2 separate regions of the Danio rerio genome follow, and region 1 is linked to region 2. The links are chromatin contacts, called in public Hi-C maps. All regions are on one chromosome and are shown on one strand. The core of a region is the stretch at or near the end of the contact, and the rest is flanking DNA. Distances in the headings are between cores, read along the strand shown. Region 1 has its middle 29 kb from the start of cbx1a. Region 2 has its middle 67 kb from the start of cbx1a.

Region 1 (7,101 bases), core at 1,208-3,707, 38 kb before region 2:
GCAAAATAAAAAAAAAATCGCAATGTTAGATTTTTCCAATATTTTGCAGCCCTAATCTCTATATATGTCTGTGTGTGTGTCTGTGTGTCTCTCTGTGTGTGTGTGTGTGTGTGGGCCAGAATCAATGTTTGGTCTTGACAAAAACACTGATTAACAATGTCATCTATATTTGATTTATTACTTTCAAAGGCCTTGAAATTAACCTTTTTTTTTTGGTAGCACTGGTGCTCCTAACTTCCAAAATTTTGTCACACCCACCAAAAATGATGAGCACCGTTATTACACATTTTATATTAACAGATTCTATTTATATATTAACACTAATCACAACTAACTAATAAATTAACAAAAATCTGCATGCGCTCACCGGCCCTGCACGCACTGCTTGACGTGAATGAGATGAACTGAATTAAAAATAATAACTGCTGTTCTCACAGGTAGTGTCTGATATTGCACAGATGATATTGACATATAACTTATTATTTGCATGCGTCATCTTAATAGCAATAACGATCTTTTCATGAGCTGCAATATTAGTTTAATCTCCGTAACGTCGCACGATTGACAGCATCGTAATGATTAAATAAAGGATTAAATGACATTAGGACATCTCGTGCTTAATGTGTAGATTCAGTGGCAAACATTGTTACCAGAAAACTCCGTCCCACCGGCTTTACAGTGAATGCATTAGTCATTTTCATTGCGAACTTTAAACACACAGTCTTTTATCCACTCTTCGAAAAGTGTAAATACTAGGCTGACATTCATTACATGATCACTAATCAGATGTGTCATTATTTGTAACTTTAGGTGGTCTCTAAAACTTTATCTGTCAGTGTTGTTTTCTTTCTCTCTTAAAGCTCTTTACGTTTTCGCTGCTGTAGCGCCCTTTCATCAGAACTGAGTGATTGACGGCTGATATTAACCAATCCATTCAGTGTGCCAATAAGAAGAGTTTAAAGGCGGGGCAACCATTGCGAGCTTTGTTTACTGCAGCAAGTTGACATGTCAACTGTTTTAAACCATTCCTGAGCACTGCGTCTGGTGTTCTAGGTGCAAAGATGCTTAATGCGGGAATGTCTCCTAATTCCATGCATGTGGTGAACACTTTGCTGTGAAAATAACAATTTTATGCACTCGCACAAATGCTCCCAAATATATTTTGAGGTCGCATAGATAAAATTTCGGGCGCATATGCGGCCAAAACAATTGCTATTTCGAGCCCTGCTCTCAGCATTTTTTTTGGAACATTTAAAGCAGAAGCTTGAATTTAAAAGATATAAATAAATAAAGGAATACTAAAATGGGTCATGGAGTTTTTTATTAATTTGATTATTTATTTGCATTTGTGTATCTTATGTTTTTTTTTCAGTCTCCCGTATGAAAGAAAGGAGTTAAATTATCTCTAGTTGTGCTGCCTCAACAGCCGTAGTGTCATCTTAAATTCAATACCATCTAACCCACACCACCAAAATAATGGATGCTACTGTTGTAATAGTGTTATTGAGCAGTGGCTGCTGCTGGCTATTTCAATAAAGTGGGTTTGGTGTCTTGGACTGACGCTGGTAGTGACGATTTTCTGAGACCAATTGTTGATCAGCAGTGTATACAATTAGTTCTGTAGTATGACCACTATTGTTGTTTATGAATTAGGCTTGTAATTTTACTGACCTTTGACCCTGACCTTTGACACCAGTAATCTGTTGCATAAACCGATCAGCACACAGACTTTTGCTCAAAATCATTGAATAGTATCCATCCAAGGCCATTTTGCGAGTATATTTGCGATCAAGTGCATTGAAATGAGCGTCTGAAAAACGTCCTCATCTCCTCCGCCCTTTGCTTTCCGCCTGCAAGAACACAGCAAGTTCTTCATTAGGAGAGGAAATCATTCCCCCATCTCTCACACACTCCCAATCTGCAAATGTCACCAGGGTGTGGGCATGTGTGTGTGTGTTAAGATGCCAGATGGATGGTGGCACGAGACACTATTTCATGTTTGACTGTGCCTTGTGTCGCAGGGAGGTGTGTGTGTGTGTGTGTGTGTGTGTGTATGTGTGTGTGTGTGTGTGTGTGTGTGTGTGTGCGCGTGCTGTAGGAACGGCTGTGCACAGCGAGAGATTAATTCTGCTAAATTAATTGGGCTGAGATTGAAAATGAGAGAGCAAGCAGGTTGCAGATGAGCACACACACAAGCCTCCTGCCTGTGAACCACACACTCTTATTTGCCATACTCCCCTGTTTGTTTGCAGTGTGTTTGTGTGGTTGCATTTTGGAGTGTGTGTGTGTGTGTGTGTGTGTGTGTGTGTGTGTGTGTGTGCGCGCGCCTACATGCACAGTGGGGAAGAATGTACACACACAAGCTGCAAGGCTGAGATATGCTGTCAAACACACCCACACACACCCTGGTGTGTGTGGGGACTCAGAGTGGTGATTTTGAGACGAAAGGCCCCCATAAATCTCCTTCCATACAGGAGCTGAGTCTGCACAGGGACGAGAAAGAGAACATTACCATCTGGAGAGAGAGAGAGAGAGAAGGTATAGTTTATATCAACCGTCAGTAAAGTCTCACAGGCCACGTTCATACTCTCTTCTGAGAGTGGAAGCCTGTTCTGTTCACAACACACAGGAAACGTGGAATCATTTGGGTTCAGATGGCTTGACAGCAGTTGTGACATGATGTTCATTACCAAAAAAAATCTTATGAAAACTTCCTTTTATTAATGGGGGATTATAATGCGTTTTATAATTTTACTACTATTAATTAAAAATAGTATTTCTTTGGAGTAAAACAAAATACTATATAAATTATACTATAAAAATATATCAAAACAAGACTCTTTCTGAGCTCCCTCCAATGCTTTGATTGTATTCTGAAGTTTGCTTCTGGGGGTGTACCAATCAAAAACTTAAACTTGGATAAACTTATTACTGCAAAAAATGTAATGCTCAAAGTGAACTGCCAGCCTGATCTCACAAGGAAACATAACTATATCGTGTTTTGTCAGTTTAGTGGCTATTTCGTTTGAAGTTGCATGAGTTTAGTTCTGCGAAATTATACGATTTTAAAAAGGAGGCGTGGCACCCAACACCACCCCTAAACCCAACCGTCATTGCGGCATTAGGAAATTGTAATAAATTGTAGAAATGAGATTGTATGAATTCATACGAATTTGCAACTAAACCAAAAAGTTATGAATTGCTGTGAGATCATGTTGAATATGCTTTGGGCTTTTAACACCACTTTGAGGTCTATGAACATCAGGAGTTTTAAACTGAAAATGCTTTGGATTATCTATAAGGGTTTACTTGTTGCTGGAGTGAACGTCAAAAACACAAAGTCTTTTGAAAATCTTGATATTCGATATATTACTTATAAGGGGCTGATCACACCGAACGCGCTTTTTGCGTTGAGAGGTTACTTTTTAGAATTAAAAAAAAAAGTAAACTCTGAGCGGAAGAAGCGTGTAACACCAATTGCGTCTTTTCATTTACCAATCAAATGAAGGCAGAGGCGGGATTTCCGTTAAGGTGACAACAGTGTTTGTGTTGTCAAGTAGACTGCAGAGAGTTTTAGAGATGGAAGAGAGACTAGTGGTCGCTGTTTTGAGTTTTCCTGTGCTGCTGTATAACTCACAAATGTTAAGATTTGTACATTGTTTACGTTTATATATATACATTATATATACTTCTGTGTATATGTGTATGACTTCACTGTGGTGGCAAAGAACGTCATTGTACAGAGAAAATTGTTTCCTTACTGTGCAGATGGCAATAAACAAATTAAATATAATTTAAATCTTGAATTTCACAATCTTATTAAATACTAAAATTATACCAATATCAACAGCCACACTCGTGCACAATACCCAGCTGATTCAGTCGCTGGCTATTGACTTAGAAGGCGAACTGCAACAACAAAACAACAAAAAAGGCAGTGTGGTACACCTCACCTTTTTAGAATGGAAAAGCTCATTCGGTTTGATCGGCTTCTAAGATTGCTATAAATGGAACACCACACTAGTGAGCAAAAACACTGTTCACCTGTCTAATAAATTGTTGGTCCTCCATCCGCTGCCGAAAAAGCCTTGGAATCTGCATTATACCTAAAGTTGCCCTGTGAAATCTGGCACCACATTAGCAGCAGATCCCTTAACAACTTTCAAGATAAAACGGCTGAGAGTCAAAGTTGTTGGTTGTAGACATCAACCAAATGCTCAGTTGGATTGATACTTGGAGAATTGTTTCCAATCATTCCCAATTCTTGGTGCTTTAACCAAAATGTGGGTAAATTGTATGAACGATCTCAACCACTGGGTTATATATATATATTCTTTTATATATATATATATATATATATATATATATATATATATATATATATATATATATATATATATATATATATATATATATATATATATTCTTTTATATATATATATATATATTCTTTTATATATATATATATATTCTTTTATATATATATATATATATATATATATATATATATATATATATATATATATATATATATATATATATATATATATTCTTATGTAAGATTAACTTAAAATTCGAGTTTGTGATTAGAAAGACTTTAGAAATTGAGTTTGAAACTTCTTTTGAGTCCAGTAGTTTGAAATATACAGATGTCAACAGGTTTATGTGAGGATTAGGCTTGGGGGTGGTGTAAATTCTACATTGTACTGGAGTAAACTTTATTATTTTAGCATGAAACCACTACATTTGTGTGGAACCCTTTACTCAAATTGCATCAAATGTTTGTGTGGCAGAGAATAGGTGGAGTGTAATAAAGTAAGGAAAGGAAAGCAGAAAGTGGGTACAAGAGAAAGGCTGAGGTGGTTTATTCAGCCCAACTCTACAAATCTTTACAGAATTCAGCTTCGCCTGATTGAGCAACTCAATTATCCTGTTAATACAGTTTCAGCCTCAAACACCGTTCCCATTACTGCAGAACACACCGCCTGCGGCCACACAAACACACACTTTCACACACACCAACAGCTGCAGTACAACAACACCAGCACAAACACATGGTTCTGAAATAAGAGAGGAGAAAATTATGCCTCTGAACTCCATGTGTTCTTCAAAATGAATCTCAAAAGGTAACATAAAGGTCTGCTGCTCTTTTTAGGTGACTGTGGGAACATAAAGTTTCTGGTGCGTTAAAGCTTAGCATCTATATGAGTCTCTGATACCTTTTGAATGATACCGCTCTCTCACTTTCCTTTCGAAGCTTTAGTGTGGAACTCTGGCCCAGTGAAAACAAATCAAATGTAAAGTGTGTCAGAAGAGACAGATTGATGTGTCTCTCATCTCCAGCCTGACTGAACATAGCTCATCATTACTGTCAACAGAGAGAGAGAGAGAGCGGAAAGGATTGAGAGAACAAATGAGTGCAGACAGATTGAAAGACACTGGAAAGACGAGACCGATATAGACTCAAATGTGCAAATGTGGAAGGATGTATGAAGAATGTGATGATATAGGCGTTAGAGGTGGTGACCAGAAAGATGCAATGTAATGGGGATTCGACAAAATATACTTCAAATTCAGGATAGAGTCTGCCTAGTTAGCATTAGCACAAATTAAATAAATATAGAGGTGCTGCTGTGAATTTACACTTTCGGTTCCTTTTTCCCCGAAGTTAATGTTTTTGAATGGGTATTTTGCTAATCGTCTGGTAAACACAAGTTTAAGAGATTTTGACATTTTATTTTATTTTAATATAATTCTGATACAGTTAGCTAAAATGTAACTAAAAAGGTTTTGAAGTACATTCAATATCACACCAAATAATACACTTACGCGCTAGTAGTGTTGTACAATATATAATTTCAGCATTGATATCACAATGTATGTGTCTGCAATAGTCGCATCACAAAATTTGCAATATCTTAGTCTGAATTATAGTTGGCAAGGAACTAGAGAATGTGATTTGTAGCATCACTGTTTAACCATAATAGAGTGAAGGTTTATCCTTTGCACGTGCTGTTAAGGCCTGTGACTGAGCATTCAAAGAGAGTTTAAAACATTAGGAACAAAAAATTATGATGTTTGAAGGTGTGACAAATTATTTGTATTTAATCATTTAGACAGAAATTGTTCAAATAAAATCTCTTAGATTTTTTTTGTCTTTTATTCTAGTTCGAATATCTTCATTTTACTTGCCTATTGGCTAATTTTTTCTGTTTTTTTTAAAGATAATACTTTTAAATTTTTCATCTCAAAAGGTAAAAAAACTGCAGTATTTTTATCTAAAAAATCTATAGTTGGACTTGAAACAGGACAATGCAAAGAAAGAAAAGCATTTCTTGCATTTTTACTGTACCTGAATAATGTTAAACTCCCCGGAAAACTCAAATAGAGCTAATCATCTTGTGAAACTGTATTGCAATATTTATCTCAGAAAAAAAAAAAAATTGGATTAGTTTTTCCAGTATCCTGCAGCCCTACTCACTAGTCTGTGTTCACAGCATTCCATGCTTATAATCTCTTGTAAACTATTCTAACTCAAGTTTTCCAACTACTAAATCGTGGTCTGGAGCCTTATGTTGGTGGCGTTTGTGATCTTTATAAAATGGGACTAAGCTGAATATCCCTTATCCCATAGATATTTAATAAGTTATTGTTGGTCACGTATAGCTTACTCAAAAGCAATGAGAAAACAATCCTTTTGACTTTTTGTGAAGGGTAAGGCTAATCATTCTTGAAGCATTAATTAATTAATTCATTCATTCATTCAATCATACTCCTTTGGGTTAATCCGTTTATTCATCAGGGGCACCACAGTGAAATGAACCGCTAACTTATCCGGAAAATGATTTACACAGGTGATACACTTCCAGCTGCAACCCAGTACTAGAAAACACCCATATTCACCCATCCTCACGTTCACACACATACACTACGACCAATTTAGTTTATTCAATTCACCTGTACCTCATGTCTTTAAACTGTGGGGAAAACCGGAGCACCCCATGCAAACTCGCGCAAACACAGGGAGAACATGCAAACTCCAGCGACCTTCTTGCTGTGAGGTGACAGTGCTAACCACTGAGCCACCATGCCAGCATTAAT
Region 2 (7,211 bases), core at 760-3,259:
TGGAAGGTGTTTGGAACCACCAGGACTCTTCCTAGAGCTGGCCGGCCATCTAAGCTGAGTGATCACAACACTCAATGTCTTTGAGTGACCCAGCCAGAACCCAGACCTAAATCCCATTGAACATCTCTGGAGAGATCTGAAAATGGCTCTTCACCCTTGCTTCCCATCCAACCTGATAGAGCTTGAGAGGTACTGCAATGAGTAATGGGCAAAAATTCCCAAAGACAGATGTGCCAAGCTTGTGGCATCATATTCGAAAAGACTTGAGGCTCTGTTGATGCACCTTTGGCAGCAATTAAAGTATTGACCAAAGGCTGTGAATACTTATGTACATGTGATTTATTTATTTATTTATTTTTTTTAATTAATTTAAAAACCATTTCAAAAAATCTTTTTTTCACATTCCTATTATGGGTTATTATGTGTGGAATTGAGAAAATAAATTAATTTAATCCATTTCGGAATAAAGCTGTAACATAAACAAATGGATAAAGTGAAGCGATGAATATTTTCCGGATGCACTATATGATGTACAGTGTAAGCAGCCCACGCATAAGCTTTGAAAGACATTATAAATCACAACATTTGTGAAAGCACAGACACAGCAGGATGTTGTTTGATATACTGTGTAACTTAGAAACTACGTCTGACTTAAATTATTATATATATATTGATCTCATGATAAGGCATGATGCAGTACATCTGGAGTGATGTCATATTTTGTTATTGAAGGCAAATATGGTAAATATATAAGGCAAATATGGTAATATTTCTGAAAAAGAATTTTTACAGTTTAAAGCTAATTCAGAGTAGGGCTACATGATTTGTTTTAGTGTCAATATTGTGATGCGAAAATCCGCAATAGTTGTATTGCAGGATCTGCAATGTCAACGTGTAAGCATTTCAAGTTCATTTAAGCGCAGTAAATTATAATGCTTGTAGCTTAAAGATTAATTGCATATAATTATTTATATAATGAAGCCTATATGCTGTAAAATGTGAAATTATTCCATATTTGCCAAAAAAAAAACTTTAAAGCACAGTTTTTTTATGTTCATCTTTGCTCTTTTATATTGATCTGTGTTTGTAATTTATTATATTTTATGCAGACATGTACCCTTCCAAACAAAATCATCCCAATCAATCAAAAATAATGAACTCTTACCAAACCAAGCTATTAAAGTCATCTGGTGACATTGTGTTTATATCGCAATATATATTGCAGAAAAAATAGATTGCAATTTCAGTTTTTTCAAATATTGGTCAACCCTAGTTCATAGCAGACTAAGATTATTTTGCTGTTAAAAGCACTTTAACTGTTATTTACTGTCACACATCGTTGGATTAAATGGCTTACATTTTGTGACTGTATGGATATTTATTTATTTATTCACATTCACCTCTTTAACTTTAATGTCATTCAACATTTTCATAGGTCTTTTTTTAATGTTTGACACTATTTAAGCACCATACAGATTTTAAAATGTAAATTTAGCCCCTGTATCATAAAAAACAAGCACTAACCAACCCTAGTCATGAGGCATAATCTGAAAAGAAGTGTATTGAAGTCTATAACCCAATAAAATCTAATATTGTTTTAAGACTTAAGTCTCCGTTATTGAGAGCAGACTCCACATTTTGAACTGCAGTGTATTTCAAAGTTTTAGGTGGCCTTTTATGAGTTACAGAAGTGTGTGTACGTGTGTGTGTACGTGTGTGTGTGTGTGTTTGTACGTGTGTGTGTGTGTGTGTGTGTGTGTGTGTGTGTGTGTATGTGTGTACGTGTGTGTGTATGTGCCAGTACCTCAATAAATTCAGCTTGTCTCTCCCTCTCCGTTCTGCATGTATATTTCATGCGTGTGACTGTGTAGATGGAGGTGTGAAGGAGATGTTGAGGAACCATGTGCCTTCATCAGTATTCATGCTGCGAACCAATAGGCCCGCAGGGGGAAGAGTTAGTGTGCGACACGCATGGCTTCCCTGCTTTAATTTCCCTCCATTTGAGAACATTAGCCCTGACAAAGGCAGAGAGGTACAGAGGGACCACTGAACAAACACAGCAGAAAGAGAGAGAGAGGCCTGACGGAAAGTGTGTAGAATAGATGGAAAGGAAAAGAGAGAAATCTGAGACGGAGACTAGGTTTAACTCTCTTATACACCCTCTACAAAGTGCTGGCTGTTTTAGTGGGAAGTGATAATACAGAAGCAAAGGATTCAACTATGGGAGTGGGAAAAGGTTTTACTCTTTAATCCAATGTACCATTTTACTGCCGCATGAGGTATTTTGGGTGATAAAGTGATGTTCATATTACATGCTGTTAACATATGTTGAGGTATATATTTTAAGGTATGGGTATATTCAGTAATATTATTATAATATAAGAAACAACATATGTACTCTTAAAGGTAAAGAAATAAAATGTTCACTTTTTACTAACTTTTCTTTTCTTTCAGTTGAAATGTGAACTGTATGAGTTCCTTTCTTTGGAAAACAAAATAAGATATTTTGAAGAACATTTGTCACACACCATTGTTGATCCCCATAGTGGTCCACCACTTAAAGTATCTTTTCTATATTATGGAAATCAGTTGGGATCATAAACATTTTGGTTACTAACATTTTTTTTAGAACACTCAGTACTGACGAATAGTGAAAACAGCACAACTTAAATATAAAATAGTATAAAATAAATCGTAAAAATAAACAAACCCTAAAACAATTGTTCTTTAAACACTTTAAAACAAGGAAATATCTAATATTTTATTGATTAGCAGCTGGTTAATTGAAATTAAAATAATTTAATACACCCAACATTTGTTAATGTCAAATACCAGGGCTGCCGGATATGGGAAATACTCTTGTATTGATTGTAATAAATTCATTCATTCATTTTCTTTTTGGATTAATCCCTTTATTAATAAGAGGTCGCCACAGCGGAATGAACCGCCAACTTATCCAGCATATGTTTTACGCAGCGGATGCCCTTCCAGCTGCAACCCAACACTGAGAAACACCCATACACACTCATTCACACACAGACACTGCGGACAATTTAGCCTATATTCATGTATAATGTAATAAACACACTAACAAAAAGATGATAGTTACATTTCTGATCTAATTCAAGTAAAAAAAACATTGTGCAAAGTGCCAACATTTAGACTTTAAAACACTGAAAACCTTGGTGGATATTCTAATTTTTATTTGCGCTTGTCTGTATTTTCACCGTTAATATTAATTTTTAGCTTTCAGCTCTGACTGAGGTCCAGCCAATAGCGTAAGGCAGGCAGGTATAAAGATAGTATAAGTCCTCGTGTGATGGGTCAAATTTGGATAAACAACCCATACATGCAATGCATACATTTTTGGCTCATAAAATAAATCTTGATGCATATTATTTCATATACTATTATTGTAATAAAGAGATTTTTTTGATACATTAAGCAGCCTATTTAATACCTCAACACACAGGTAGAAAGTAAAACGATGCATGGCCTTTTATTTGCTGTATACACTCTTGATTGATATTCAGGAACAGTTTTGTAGCAATCTTTTTAGCTACAATCTTGAAATTTATCAGCCTCAGTGTTTTTTAAAAAAGTAGAAAATGTGTGTTCATCATTTCTTTATCCCATATTGTTTCTCTGACTGTTTTGATGAAAATATCAGACCATGTCCACACTCTTCACCATAGTTTTGTGTCTAATGCTTATACACTTTTTGGTGATCTGTCTGTGTGTGTTACTGTAAGATGAATCACTGATTTCAAACACTGAAACTGAGACCTGTGTCGATGTCAGAAAGCAGTGTGATGGTGAACAACGAGGTCCTCAAGCTAACCAGTGACAATATATAAACACCCTAAAACAAATAAGCGCTGTGTAGGTTGCTGTGTCAGAGCCTCTTACGGGTCTGTGACTTGATTTCTATAAACTGTACAACAGTTAGCCCCCTAGTGGTGATTCAGTTTTAATAAGTTAGTTAAGCTTGATTCTGAAATAATGAAAAAAATTATACATTTAAAAATGTTCTGTTAAATTAATACTGTTGTTTATATTTTAAGTATGATGCATAAAAAATTATGACATACTATGACTAACAAAAATATTTACACACACAAAATATACATTATATATAAACAATAATATTTAGCAATTTTAGTTTTACAACCATTACAACATTTATATTTTAATATTAGTTTTAAATATGACACTTAAATCTAAATAAAATATTTTATTTTATAAATAAAAAATGTCAATTCAACAGCATTAGGATGTTATATGTAAATAATTGTCAATTGTATTAAAATAAATGATTTATTTCAATATATTAAAGCATTTTACATATATTTAGCTGAATTACCTCAAAGCAATGCAACATGTACGTCATTTGCCATTTGAGTGAGATTCTAAGAGAACTAAACCCAATTTCTTGCCTGCAGCAAAGTAACACTTTAACTTGAGCAGCTGGTGTGTGAAACTTGGTGTTTGAGATCCGGTCAAGGTGAAACTTACTGACCTCAGGGTGCTTCTGACCAAACAGGAGGTCAGATGAGAGTAATTTTACACCACTGAATGACTCGATACATGTAAACTCTTACACTTTTTTTCTTTCATCTGGTTCTCCACCTGCAGCTATGAATCTTCTCTATGTGCTGAAGACGAAGCTAATCTATTAGGTGCATGACAAACTCTTCCTCTTCTTCATTGTTCATTTTAAAAGTTCAGGATTGACTTCAAAGATGCAGGTGGATGTGAGGTCAGTGAATGAGGAAACTGATGACCAATGTTTTCCAGCATGGTCAGACTGATTGATTACATATAATATGCTCTTCAACAACTTGACCAACACCCAAATTATTGAAATCCAGGTGGTCTCTTCAGAAGAGTAAAAATGTTTCAGATTAGTAAACCTAACTGAGTTTTCTATTGAGGTTTTACTCATACTGGCCATGTCAGGCTTGTGTGACACTGACAATTGAATTGAAAATCATGAAAATCTTGAATTTTTTGTATCAAGATGTAGAAAAACAAAAGCTTAAAGCTGAAAAAACTAAAATATCAAACATTAAATGGGGAGCGAAAGATCAGTTCACCCAACAATTAAAATTGTCATTATTTACTTGTTGGTTTGCCTTTTTCTGTTGATGAACATTAACTTACATAGTATTTTTTCCAACTATGGAAGTTGATGGGTTTAGCAAACCTCCTTTAAGGCAAGTCATTTAACTCTGTGGCCATCTTTGAAACGCCTCTCAGACAGTATGGTCAAGCATTTTGTTTAAACAGGGAAACATCAAATTCTCCAAAACTGTTTACCAAGCTTACAATTACATTATATATTTGTAATCATAAATAAAAAATAAACAATGGTCTCAAAAGGTGTTTCTAAACGTCTGAATCAAACTAATCTGGCATTTTTTTAGGTTGCCCAAGCTAATGCACATGCATGCTTATAAATGAATGCAATCATGACACCAACCTCAATTATGGCCTAGTTACACAATATCATCCTCTGAATAATGATCGTCTGATCTCTTCTTAAGTATTCAAAAGCTTGATCTTGATGGCGAATCTCCTCCAGAAATGACAGCGACTCTTTGTTTACAAGTTATTGGGCATTTGAGTAGTTGCTGTGATGTGATGTGCATTTGACAGGATGGACTGTACCATCCTCACGTTAGTTTCCTCTAGATTATAAAACCAACAAACTTGTTTTCAAGTACACTTAGCTCATTTAAATGTTTTTCAAGCTTTATTTGTATACATTTTTTATGTCTGTCAAGCAAGTATTCGCTGAGATTCCAGTGCAGTTTGTTGACCACCAATCTGGTTCGAGCCTTTTTGGTCAAACTGGTCCGAACCTTTCCCCCGGAGAATCTTCAGTCTATAACGATCGATCATTGGTTCCTGTTATAGAAGAAGGGGCTTTATTTGCCTTATTGATCGTTACACTTTCCCCTATTCTAAACTAAACGAGATATGTCTTGTGTATTCTTATAACAGAACTTAGAATCACCAACAGGCGACACTCAATAGAACAATCCATTGCAACAGCAGCACCCAGCAACAGCTCCGCGACTTTGCCATTCTGGAGTAAAAGCAATCGGCCGTCTATTGGCTCTGATAGCAAGCAGCTGTTTTTTTTTTTATTAATTTATTTAAAAAGCACATTAACGCTGAGATACAACCTGACAGACAACAATACAACACTTACTATCACAATCTTCAGCACTTAATGCATTTTTTTTACAGACTTAATGTTCTATATTGACTTAACTTATTTTGTTGAAACTGTCTCTTTTAGGTGATATTACTTTAGTTTGATAGTTTACACACTGGCATAATATAAATAAATACTGACATGGTAAATTAAAGTAACATGACTTTTCAAAGTGGGATTTTGATATTTTTTAGTGTTGTCTGTTGAAGAAAGACAAAGGGTGTACTCACACTGTGCACAGTTGCCTTGGACCGGGCCGAAGCACACTTGTCCCCCCTCTCCTCTCCACCGACAGCTAGCACTCACAACGCATTCGGGCCTGAGCATGCGTCATCAATGATGCGCTGTTCAGTAAGAAGCGCTCTCGCTCAGCAAAGTAGAGATTTCTTTAGTTATATCCTTTTAGTCGTTTGGGATGCAGTGACGCACAGTCAAATATTACGATGAACAGATCAGCCACTTTTGACGCTCCTAAACAATCATGAAGCCCTCGTGCTGCAGGAATTAGTAGGTTTGCTGAAGGTGCAGCTGTCGTGCAGTAATGGGTTTGTGTCTTTGATAATCCACAACATATTGCGTTCATTGATCAGTAAGAATGATTAATAAATCCATATGAAACAGTCCTATACAAGTCACGTCTCAGTTTCAGGCTCAGACGTGCTTTGCACTCACACTACAAGCATACTGTGCCTGAGCCCAAGTGAACCATGCTCTGGCACACCTCTTCCAACCGGGCCAGCCAAGTGAACCACGCAGATTCAGAGCACTCGCACTTTTCAAACGATCCGGGAAATGGGCCTGGGTATGGTTCCAATAGCATTGTGTGAGTACGCCCTAATACAGCTTTTATGTAAAAAGCCATTTTGTCCAAAATCATTGAATTCTGACAGAAATTCATCATACACATACGCATCTATGTTCATGTATTATATGTCTCCTGACCTGTATCCAATTAAACACATACTGTATAGGGAATTCTGAAGAGACA

Evidence for each region. A called contact is a pair of places that touch in the nucleus more often than the background predicts.
Region 1: a contact with region 2 is called in a Hi-C map of embryo, with 1.6 times the contacts expected there. The contact joins two enhancer-like sites. A contact is called at or near these places in 5 of 18 Hi-C or Micro-C datasets (caudal fin, embryo and hematopoietic stem cells).

The regions. Positions count from the first base shown.
Region 1 is chr3:22,769,282-22,776,382 of GRCz12tu, reverse strand. No RefSeq gene overlaps it. Among named protein-coding and RNA genes, the nearest start is that of cbx1a, 29 kb to the left of the region's middle. Within about 2 kb of position 2,457, at least 11 of the 62 cell types and tissues checked have an H3K27ac peak or open chromatin away from gene starts, as enhancers often do.
Region 2 is chr3:22,730,694-22,737,904 of GRCz12tu, reverse strand. No RefSeq gene overlaps it. Among named protein-coding and RNA genes, the nearest start is that of cbx1a, 67 kb to the left of the region's middle. Within about 2 kb of position 2,009, at least 3 of the 62 cell types and tissues checked have an H3K27ac peak or open chromatin away from gene starts, as enhancers often do.